4 separate regions of the Mus musculus genome follow, and regions 2, 3 and 4 are each linked to region 1. Evidence: chromatin contacts called from public Hi-C and HiChIP or PLAC-seq data. All regions are on one chromosome and are shown on one strand. Each heading gives the region's core, a stretch centred on a gene start, on an enhancer-like site or on the middle of the called end of the contact. The rest is flanking DNA. Distances are from core to core; before and after follow the strand shown.

The links. Hi-C and Micro-C count contacts between places; a contact is called where the count stands out from the background. HiChIP or PLAC-seq counts read pairs in DNA pulled down with a chosen protein or histone mark.
Region 2: an HNF4G HiChIP or PLAC-seq map of pancreatic cancer cells shows a contact between it and region 1. The contact joins two enhancer-like sites. A contact is called at or near these places in 6 of 115 datasets of contacts at active chromatin or transcription factors (cardiomyocytes, embryonic stem cells, neural progenitor cells and 1 more).
Region 3: a contact with region 1 is called in a Hi-C map of muscle stem cells, with 4 times the contacts expected there. The contact joins two enhancer-like sites. A contact is called at or near these places in 1 of 484 Hi-C or Micro-C datasets (muscle stem cells) and 2 of 115 datasets of contacts at active chromatin or transcription factors (embryonic fibroblasts and embryonic stem cells).
Region 4: an H3K4me3 HiChIP or PLAC-seq map of bone marrow-derived macrophages shows a contact between it and region 1, with 3 times the contacts expected there. The contact joins two enhancer-like sites. A contact is called at or near these places in 1 of 484 Hi-C or Micro-C datasets (embryonic stem cells), 3 of 115 datasets of contacts at active chromatin or transcription factors (bone marrow-derived macrophages and embryonic stem cells) and 1 of 9 other capture datasets (pancreatic islet).

What each region holds. Positions count from the first base shown.
Region 1 is chr2:59,041,481-59,044,199 of GRCm38.p6, forward strand. All of the region lies in intron 1 of Ccdc148 (coiled-coil domain containing 148), which reads right to left. Among named protein-coding and RNA genes, the nearest start is that of Ccdc148, 120 kb to the right of the region's middle. Within about 2 kb of position 1,376, at least 50 of the 459 cell types and tissues checked have an H3K27ac peak or open chromatin away from gene starts, as enhancers often do. A contact at or near this core is called in bone marrow-derived macrophages, muscle stem cells and pancreatic cancer cells, where this site is marked.
Region 2 is chr2:59,394,020-59,396,738 of GRCm38.p6, forward strand. It overlaps the pseudogene Gm13551. Among named protein-coding and RNA genes, the nearest start is that of 5330411J11Rik, 8.7 kb to the left of the region's middle. Within about 2 kb of position 1,367, at least 25 of the 459 cell types and tissues checked have an H3K27ac peak or open chromatin away from gene starts, as enhancers often do. A contact at or near this core is called in pancreatic cancer cells, where this site is marked.
Region 3 is chr2:58,701,831-58,704,549 of GRCm38.p6, forward strand. It overlaps a transcript of Upp2 not described here. Among named protein-coding and RNA genes, the nearest start is that of Upp2, 52 kb to the right of the region's middle. Within about 2 kb of position 1,356, at least 6 of the 459 cell types and tissues checked have an H3K27ac peak or open chromatin away from gene starts, as enhancers often do. A contact at or near this core is called in muscle stem cells, where this site is marked.
Region 4 is chr2:59,337,307-59,340,025 of GRCm38.p6, forward strand. It overlaps Pkp4 (plakophilin 4), which reads left to right. Exons shown (of 22, transcript NM_026361.2): 13 at 278-395; 14 at 1,413-1,604; 15 at 1,775-1,948. Among named protein-coding and RNA genes, the nearest start is that of 5330411J11Rik, 48 kb to the right of the region's middle. Within about 2 kb of position 1,330, at least 68 of the 459 cell types and tissues checked have an H3K27ac peak or open chromatin away from gene starts, as enhancers often do. A contact at or near this core is called in bone marrow-derived macrophages, where this site is marked.

The sequences.
Region 1 (2,719 bases), core at 126-2,625:
TTCTTAAACTGGACTGCACCATACCTAAGAATACTTATAAACGCACACACCCAGGGGATGGCAAACCTTCGGCAGGAAGTAATATACTACTTGCAAAATCCTTCGGCATCTTCAGACAACACCAAAGATTCCCACATCACAAACTGAAAGCTATTGCCCAAGTAATAGCCATTATTCAAGATTCGTTTTCTGGGCAGGCAGCAGTGTAATATGTGGCTGGTGTCATCCGACGATTTATTGGATTCTTATTACCTGCTGGTGCCACAGGAGCTAAAGAAGCAGACACAAGGGTCACAGGCCCTGCCTTTACGGAGGCGCGAATGGCACCTTCCCCTTGTTACTGATGACTGCTATACTCTTCTCTAATAACACAAATTTTTAAAAAGCTCATGTTTAAAAAGGATAGTCTATGTTTATCATGAACTTTAATTAAAAGATCAATATTATTTGTAAAACGTCTATATTCGTAGTCTTAAAATATATTAGGCCAGTTTTAACTACTGTAAAATCCTGGAGAACATTTAATCACAATAACATAGATAAATTAAACCTTCACTCCCAAAGTAATGAGACTTTATTCCACAGTACTATTTACCTAAATGGTTTCACTCTGGAAAAAAAAAAGTGTAAGCTCTCTTTTTATTTATGAAAGCGCAGTTTACTACTGTCCCATATTGCTCATTGTAACAGTTAATGTTATATAGTTCAAGAATAAAATGATTCCGAGGGCCCCTGAGCTAGGAACCCAAATTCCTAAGAGAGGAATTCCAAAGATAGTAAGTAGATCATTAACTAGTAAGACAACTGAGACAGAGCATGATTTTTGTGTGTATGAGGGGTTGAAATCCCCAGCTGCCCTGGATCTCACTAGACTAGGCTGACCTTGAACCCACAGAGATCCACCTGCCTTTGCCTTCCGCAGTGCTGGGATTTAAAGTGTGCACCACCCCATCTAGCTAGTCATGAAATTTCTTGGGTGCAATTGTCATGGCATGAGTTCAAAAGGGCCTGTGTTAACCACATTAAGCATGGTCTCGCAGGGGGCATGTATATAAATAAAGTTATAGTCAGTTAGTAGAAAACTATAGGATGGGGAGCACAGATAGATAACAGATCATGTTGTGACCCACGTAAGCCTTTCGGGTGATAGAACTTCCTCAACAGCAGAGGCAAGACCAGAGATGGGAGAGCTGGGCGAGGGTTTGAGGGACAGGACAGTGTGCCGGACCGAGAAGGAGGGTGGGTTCAGACTCCTCCCTTTACCTGATAGTCTTTCCCTGGGGGACGGAGTGATGACGTCACCACCCACAGAGAGCGCACAGGGCTGTAATTTGTCATCCCAGGGAAAAATCCCCTTCCTGTCGCTGACTCACTCGTGGTTCTGACTCCTCATACATCGTGTGAGGTCATCCCGGGGGAGGGGGCAGTCCCTGCAGAGCACCCCTTTTGCTACTGTGGGTGTCTGCTGGTTTCTCCACTTATCCTTCGCTTGTCGGATCCCTGCTGAGCCTTTTGCCAGCCCCAGTGCTGGTGCTGAAGCACAGATGCCACGGCCCAAGCAGCTGTGACTCTAGCTTCTTGCCAGAGGCTACCCAGCATTGTCATTACATAGAGTCAACAAGACTTTTTTTTTAGCATATTGTGTCACAATGTCCACAACTTATAAACGATTTCTGCATTATCTTCACTACTATCTCAGGACGATATCAGTCCTTAAAGCAGCGTTCTGAAACAGCAGTATTGGTACAAATCTACATTTTCCTCTTCTATTATTTGGATTTTTCTTGAGACAAGGTTTCTCTTCACGTAGCCCAGGCTATCCTGGAACTCACTCTTGTAGACAAAGCTGGCCTGAAACTCACAGAGATCGGACATGTTTGCCTCGGAGTGCTGGGATTAAAGGCGTGCGCCAGATGAACTTGGTGTTTTTAAATCCCCCATAAACATCACGATATTACCGTTGCGTTTTTGTCTTCAGTGGGCCTGATGGCAGCACACTGTATATGGTTGCACACAGTCACACACTGGGCTGTGGTAATGAAGCCCCCACGGAGAACAGAATCCTGCTTGACTTCTCCTTATCACCCCCGGCACTCACATTACAAGCATTAGTTAAGATCGGGGAGCCGCCGCTCCAACATGTGGAGGTAGTTTCAGCTTTTAAGAAAGTTAACACCGTCTGTAAGTTCTCCTGAAACCAGATAAAGGTTACTAACTCATAAAATACGGCGTGTGAGCAACTGCAGGAGCGGCTCAGAAAGATGGGGAAAGTGAGCCGAGGTGCCAGGAAACGGTACTTAGGCTGCTGTGGATCTGAGATAAACAGAAAAATCTAACAGTGCCTGGATTGTTCCACAAGAAAGAACACTGGTCTGCAGAGTGAGCCTTGGGTCATGACTCTCAGGCGACGCACAATGTGCCATTGGGGTGCCCAGGCCGACAGCCTAATTTGGCTTTTGGTTGAAGGCCAAGCTGGAAAAGGAAGGGGCAGGTGCCTTGTAAGGTGAGCCTTGAATTGTCTGGGGAGGGAAGGAAGACCTCGGGAAACAGACTAAGATCCGGGAAGCACAACCGCATGACATGTTTCGATTAGTCCAGCAACCCCGTGATCTGCAGGCTGTGGGGTGGGGGGATGGAACGGGGCGGGGGAGGGGGCCAGTGGGCAGCCTTAGATAAAAACAGAAGAAAACGGATAGAAAGAGGCTTGACAGAAATATGC
Region 2 (2,719 bases), core at 117-2,616, 350 kb after region 1:
GTCATCATGCCTGGTGGCAAGTACCTTTGCTTGCTGAGCCATCTCACTGGCCCTCAGTGTTTTCCCTTCTAGAGGATTCTTTGAACATTTTTTAGAATTCCACTTGGATTTATGTATCATTTTCAATGTATCTATCTCTTGGCATAGTACTTTAGCAGTTACTGTAGGCATTTCATTATGGCTATTGGTGTCATTTCAGCAGTGTGCATCAAGTTTAGAAACACCATACCCCCTTACATTTCTTTACAACTACACCTTATAAAATATCACTGCCTTAAATAATGTTTCATATATATATATATATATATATATATATATATATTCATATCAAACAGGTATGGTTTTTACTTTAAACATCAAACATAGTTTAGAAAACTATGAAGAGAGCAAAATGTACTGTGGCTCAACCATATTTTTTCCACTTAATATTCCAAAATTTCTTTTCTTAAAAAGAAGTGAGACCGGCCAGTGGTGGCACACGCCTTTAATCCCAGCATTTGAGAGGCAGAGGCAGGTGGATTTCTAAGTTCAAGGCTAGCCTGGTCTACAAAGTGAGTTCCAGGAGAGCCGGGGCTACACAGAGAAACCCTGCCCCCAAAAAACAAAAACAAAAACAAAAGAAGAAGAAGAAGAAGAAGAAGAAGAAGAAGAAGAAGAAGAAGAAGAAGAAGAAGAAGAAGAAGAAGAAGAAGAGACCCTTACTGTGTGGAAAGCTTCCTCTAGCCATGTGTTTGGACTACACCTGCCTGTAGTAAATTCTGTCAATTTCCCTTTCTCTCAGAATGTCTTGATTGTCCCTTTGCCACACCCACTCTAGTGAAAACCATGTGAGAGGCCCAAAAGCTTGGATGCAGTTCTGAGGCAAAAAGTTTCACGGAAACTTAGTCTTAGCATCCCATAGCACGAATGCTCCAAACTTGTCCCTACATCAGTCGGTGAACGGATCTTTGTGCTTTCCTTCAATATTGTTTAATTATAATAAAACTGGAACTGTTAGCAAGAATAAACCCCTTCTCCTACAAGCTGCATTAAGTAAGGGTGGTTTACCACTATTTAAGTGCTTCTAAGGAATGATTTTGACATATAGCTAAATTAGATTAGCCTCCACCAGTGTTCTAATATCCTAGGAAATTGTTGAGCCAACCTTGGGTTTTGTTTTTAGTAAGAATGCTACTCACTCAGACAAAGTGCCTCCAGTGTAGACAGTGAAAGATATCAGGCATTACAATTTACTGGAAAAGAGCTAGAAATCTCAGGGCTAGTCTACAAAGTAAACTTAGAATAACAGCTGAGTCACTCCCATGTGCAGGAATTTACAATGGCATGAAAGAAGGAAGGTTGTGGTCTAAGAAGGAACTAGAATAAATACTTAGAACAACAGCTGAGTCACTCCCATACACAGGAATTTACAACGGCCTAGGGGGAAGGTGGACTATACAATAGACTAGAATTGGAGCTATGGCAAGGGTATAAAGCCCTTGCCTCTGGCTTCTAAGAATAAGCTGACCTTAGGTGGGGCTGCTTTTGATCCCAGTTGTAATCACTGAATTTTATCCCAGTTGTAAATACTGCCTGGTTCCTGTTAGTTTTTGTGTATGCATTTCTCTGTTTTATGTAAAGAGTCATTTTGCATTGGGTAACCTCAATGTACCTTGGATGACCTTAATGCGTTGCCTAACTTCCTTGTTTTCTTCTGTAATTTAAGTCTGATACTCGTTTTGACAAATTACATTCAGATACAGCACTCTCTCTGGGTCAGCATCTGTTTGTCATTTTTCTGCTGACTCCTTACCCACCTGAATACCGGGACCCTGATTCTCCTGTGGGTTGAGGGGCCAACTGAGTCCAGTCCATGGCATCCCTTCATTCATCTCATTAACAATGAGAGAGGCTGAAAGTCCTGACTATTCATCTTTGAAGGACACATCATTACTCTTAGGTGGGGACTTAGTCCAGACTTCCTGTATGGACTCCACATACACTCTAGGGTAATCTTTGTCAGTCATCAAGGCCAAACCTTCTCACTCCATGTGTGGCCTTCTCTGGCATCACTCTGTAGAGACATTAGGTTCTTTATGGGCATGGTGAGGGCACAACTCTGGATTCTTCAATTGGCCTTTCTCCCAAGGGTATAAGGCCTTAGCTTTTCTGTGCTGTCCTGTAGTAAAGATGGAGTTGTCCTAAAGGCCCAGTCTGTGAGAATTCCCTTTTTCAGGCCTTTGCCTACACTTGAGGGCTCTTTGGCATGCACTTGCTACTGTGCCCATCTAGTCTAGAGTATGGAAGGCACAAGCACAGCCCAGGGAGTCCATCCTGTGTCATTCCTTAGGTCCGGCCTTTAGTCAGCCTGCCTTCTCTCTACTGTTCAGTGAATCCTTACATTAGACAACTGTGTGACTCTTCCTAAAGAGAGGTGGAAAGAAAGATGTCTGTGCACCAGTGGAGGAGTATGGAGATGACTTTCAGAAATGGCATCTGGCAAGGGGTAGGCAAAGAAGGAAGAATAAGTCATCAATGTTGGACCTCAAATGTACACTCTGAAGGAGAGAGTGTATTTGGTGTCTGCCACATCTCTGCATCCCTCATTGACATATCTTTGTCCATGGTACCCATCTTTCTGGCAAGGAAACCATCTGCTGAGTGATTGGTAGAATGAAGGTAAAGGCTGATGCAGATGAGTCTTCTCTGTTTGCAGCCATGTTGGCTGTCCAGGATGTGG
Region 3 (2,719 bases), core at 106-2,605, 340 kb before region 1:
TAGGTTCCTCTCAAGCGAGCATGGTTCCTCATTTCTCTCCTAGCTCCTGTGATAACCAGCAATCCCTTGGCTTATGGTTTTATTATTTCAGACTCTACCCCTGTTTTTAAGTGGTGGTTTCTGTGTTTGTGCATCACTCTTAATATACCCATCATTTCAATAAGGATTTCCATCGTATTAGAAGCAGAGAACATCATACTTCAGTATGACTGTGTGTTGGCTGTTGACCACCCATATGATGGGTAGCTACCATGTGGTGGCTCTGTTTCCAAACAAGGTCATATTCTGGATGAAGAATTGGGGGATATAACTGAATATATAACAAAGGACAAGAGAATACCTGATCCCAACACATGTTGAGTGCACCGAGATCATGTTCCAGTAACATCTTAGGTGTTATTGGCTGTGATTTGGGACTGCAAGTTCACAGGGCTGAAAGGTCCACATGAAGCCAAAGCATCGGAGGACACACCCACACATGGATAAACATGCTCTTGCTTTGACCCTTCTCTGCCTCAGTTCAACAGCCACTTAAGAGGAAAATACTTTGTGTTCCACCTCCAGTCTACAGACCCGTCTTATCTTTAGACTCCCAACTTTGAAGCTGTCCAGAATATAGAACTTCTCATTTACATCAACCCCACCAGCTTTATGTGCTGTTCTTAGTCAGCTCCACTTCCTGGGCCCTTTTACCCGCCAGATTGTCAAAATGGCTACAGTATGTGCAGAAACGTAAGAAATATCCCACTTGTACTAAAAGGATGAGGGGATTGTGTCTTTAGAATGAGTGCATACTAATGCTAGCAATTTAACGGGCTATATGGACAGCCCCACTCTGATTGTACCAGTAAGGACCATCTGTACCAACGCAGAGATGCTCTGCCAGCCATGGCTAGTGTTTGTGTAGGTTTTCACAGGGCAGATGTTGGAAGGATATATATTTTGTGTTATGCAGTAGCAGTAGACAGGCAACTAATATTTTTTTCCAGTTCAGTTATTCATATCTCAGCCTGCTGTAGAAAGAAGTCATTTCATTCTGCAGAGAAGGGAAGGGGCTTGGCTCTTCTCTTTCACCCTTGAGCTGGAACAGCCTGTGGCTAATGCCCGTTTGCAAAGCACCTCGGGAAAGCATTTTTTTTTTTAAATTTGATCTGCTTTTTGACTTCTCAAAAGACATCACAGTCAAATGTGGACATTAAAAACTCTATTGAGGGTTTCTATAAAATATGACAGAAAAGGAGGGATGGCTGTGTATGTCCAACATTTTGACTGGAGTTTTGTCCTTAGGGACTAGGTCATCATTCCTAGTGTTATTCATGAACCAAATCAAAGGTTCCACTGGGCTATCCACAATTTTCCACAGGGGGAGGAAATGTTTTTCCCTTGAGAACTGCAAGAATCTCATGCTGTACCGGGGAGATCTAATCCATTCTGGCTGGTTTCACTCAGATACTCTGTGTCTCCAATTATATCAATTATCTGGGCAATCTTCATAATTAGTGGAAGAAGGCTTGACCTGTCAGAACCAACTGTAGCAAAAATATTTGGGTGGACGGTGTACGCTACCGGTGTCCTGTGAGTTTCAGAGGCTAGGTCAGGGGTGGAGGCTGGGCGGTTGCCGGGGTCAGCTTCCCAGTTGGTAATGGGCTCTGATGTAAGGAACTAAGTGGCCTACAGGTTCTCAGGAGATCAGGTTTCTGGTTGAGCATGGGCTGTAGCCAAACTGTGCCACACTGAGTTGGATTCTTCACCTCATAGTGACTTCATACTTGTAAAAGGAAAATAGGAAGCCAGACGATTGTACTTAGTGTTGATGGAGCAAATGATGAATACAGCACCCAATGTAAACATGATTTCATTTGGTCCTCAGAACCAGTTTTGAAAGGAACTTCCTTCCCCCAGAGGTCACACAGCTAGGGCTTGCTATTCAAATGGCAAGACGTTTCCAAACTCCCTCCTGACTGGAACTGTAATGGCTCTTCTTGAAAACTGAGTAGAAGACTTGGCAAACCAAGCGAGGCACAGGCTGAGACTCTTGCTATTCCGAGCGCACGGACTAACAGTTCGGATGCCTGCTCCTGTCTTTTAGGAAAGGTTGACTCTCAGATCCCACTACAAATCCATGCATGAGAACTTAAAGTTCTAAGCCAGATTCCAGTGTAATTATGGCACCTTTAAAACTTTGAGAGATGCTGGTCTGAGGTCAGTCCAAGGTCAGTCAGCCTGGGACCAGTGCGGCAATTCCAGCCTTTTCTCATCTCTAGTAAACCCTGCGGATCCCAACCCGGGGTCCTGGGGGAGGGCTGCTGGAGATTGGTTCTGGAAGTTAGTTTTGTATGCAGTGCCTGGAGTGTTGGTCTCTCATGTTATGTGCTCCTGGCTTTCACCTTCGCTCCCCAAAGGAAACCTCAAGTCACCAATGTATAAGCAGGAGTTAAAAATGAACTTTGTTGATTGACAGCAAGGGGTGGCCATTGTGAATGAATTAATGTATGTGTAGGGCACCTCCGTTGTCCCTTTACAGGCAGAAGAAATTGCTGTTCTAACTCTCCCTCTGGCTTCCCTTCTTTATTTAACAATGGCTGCACACAAAAGCTTCCTATGGAAAGATAATTGGATTTCTAACTCTATTTGTTCAAAACTCACTTAACATTATAATGGTCCTAGTTATATTGTTTGTATCAGCTCATCAGTAGTAAAATACCAATTTCTGGATGCA
Region 4 (2,719 bases), core at 80-2,579, 300 kb after region 1:
CAGGCTGGCGGCCAAGAATTACCACCACAGCCTATACCTGAACCAGCACAGAAGCTACTCAACTGAAGGTTGGGTTTCAGGAGAGAGAATGACTAGTCACGTTAAAGGAATGGGCTAGCTCAGTGAACAAAGGGTAGAGTGGCATATGGGGTATATCTCAAGCCACCTTTCAATGGCTGCTCTCTGCTCCCATTCTCAGGGATCGTTAAAGTCAGGCTGCATGGCTGAAGGGTAAGTTGTTCAGCTCCGCAGCTCCCACATATTTCTGTCCATCCAGGAACCTCAGCTCTGCCGGGGAGGAAGCACGAAAACAAATGCGCTCCTGCGAGGGGCTGGTGGACTCGCTGTTGTATGTGATCCACACGTGTGTGAACACTTCTGACTACGACAGCAAGGTCAGTACCCTCCCAGCTGCTCACCGCAAAACAGAGTGAGTGCTCGCTCAACAGCACAAGTTGGGCATGATGTGGCAATGCAACAGGCCTGGAACCATGGGTGAAGGACCTCACATGGGTCCCGGATCTGTGTGGTTTCCAGGTGACAGCCCTGAGCTCTCTTCCTAGTCTTAGCCACTGCCCCATCTCAGCCCCACCCCAGTTTCTCTGCACCCTCCTGTTTCCTCTTGTGACATTCTAGCGAATTCTGCCCCAGGGGCTGGGAAAGACCGCAAGTCCAAGCTGAGTATCAGGAGTCCCAAGGTGTGTGCCCGTGTGGTGTTGGGCTAGGCTGGGCTAGGAGAAGCCATTGGTAGATCTTGGGTCACAATAATGAGTCTGAGAGAGAAAAAAATAACTAGTCACCTGCTGGGGATGGGGGGGGGGTGTCTCCAAAGAAACAGCCACGTTTTTAGTTGAGCTCATTAAACAAGACCTGCAGATGACATTGAGAGAAACAAGCAAGTTGGGAAGGAGGACTTGCCAGGTGGGGCAACTCTAACCGTGACTTTAGACATCGGAGTTGGAATGACAGTTGTGCCCCCCCCCAGCCCCAATTAAAGATTTAAAGTATGGAAAAACAGATGCAAAAGACAAAATGTCAACAGAAAGATTAGGGCATTCCTCAGAGAAGGGAGACAGGAAATAGAGGGGCAGCAGAGGTAAGACCTGGCGATAGGGCTGCTTCCGGGAAGGGAGAAGGAAGTACTGGGATGGAGGATGGGAAGTCGTGGGAGGCCTCAGCATCTCCAGTGCCGTGTGGCACTGAACAGGCCTGGTGGATCTTAGTGTAAAGCCAGTCCACGCTTCACAGCTGCACCCTGGCCCTCAAGACTGGAGAGCAGTTCTCCTCCCCTTAGACGTCACATTCTAAGTCAGCAGTATTTCCTTCACGTTCTCCATTTACTTCCTGTTGGTGTGTGCAGTGCCGAGTCGTCTCATGTGATGTTTTTAATTACACACTGTGTTGGGTTTCAGACAGTGGAGAACTGTGTGTGTACCCTGAGGAACCTGTCATACCGGCTGGAGCTGGAAGTCCCTCAGGCCCGGCTGCTCGGACTGAACGAGCTAGATGACTTACTAGGAAAAGAGTCTCCCAGCAAAGACTCGGAACCAAGCTGCTGGGGAAAGAAGAAGAAAAAGAAAAAGAGAACGCCACAAGAGGACCAAGTTAGCATTTCCTTTTCTCTACCGTTTTACTTGTTAGAGAGTGAAAAGCTGTAATTTGGCAGAAAAGATTATCGCTATTTAGCTAAAACCCAGTCCAGCAAAATGCATGAGTAGCAGCCAGAGGGCTTACCCGTTTCCTTTCCCCTCAGCCTGTGCCATCTGTCTTTCAGTGGGATGGAGTCGGGCCTATCCCTGGACTGTCCAAGTCCCCCAAGGGAGTCGAGATGCTGTGGCATCCATCAGTGGTAAAGCCGTACCTGACTCTGTTAGCAGAAAGTTCCAACCCTGCCACCTTGGAAGGCTCTGCCGGATCCCTGCAGAACCTCTCTGCTGGCAACTGGAAGGTGAGATGTTTCCTCCTATACACATTTCTGTCTGTCTTTGTGGTCGGGTCAGCCACAGTGGGAAAAGGACACACTTGTTTATAGAGTTTGTCCATAAAAGGGAGTTATGCGGTCTGGGGAGGAGACAAGATGCCACTCTGGGCACCCTAAAATGAATATGATGAAGTTCCTTCCCTGAGAATCTGAGGTTGATGCGCAAGTGTTATAGTATCCACTGGGTCGGTGCTGTGTGATCCTGGAAACCGACTTCTAGGGTGGGCTGGCAGGGAAAAGGGGGAAGGGAGTTGAAGGCCCCTGCAGGATGAACCGAGCTCAGCCACCAGGGCCTAAGGCTGGGGTGGAGAGGAGGAGCTGATGGGCAAGAAGAACAGACAGGAGGGAACAGGCCTTGTGGTAGGAAAGGACTCTGGGCTCAGCAGGCTGCTCTGAGGCAAAGCCGACAGGACCAGACAGAGCGGCTGGACGCTGAGCTTCAGGAATGAGGCCTGACCCACAGACAAGGGGACTCTGAGGTTTTCGGCAGCTAAATAACAAAGACAAGCCAGTGCGGACACTGTTGGGTTACTTCTGTGGCTTTACAGGGGGTGAGGATAAGAAAAACTAGAGGCTGGGCTTCCCAGAAGGAGCCAGTGCCACATCATAATGAAAGAAGATGGGGACCTGGTTCTGAAAGTTGGGGTCTGGCAGTGCTCGTGGGAATACCCTACTTTTCTCAGGCTCCTTCAAAGCATAGGAAGTTTTGCCTTTTTATACATGTGCAACCCTGTGAAC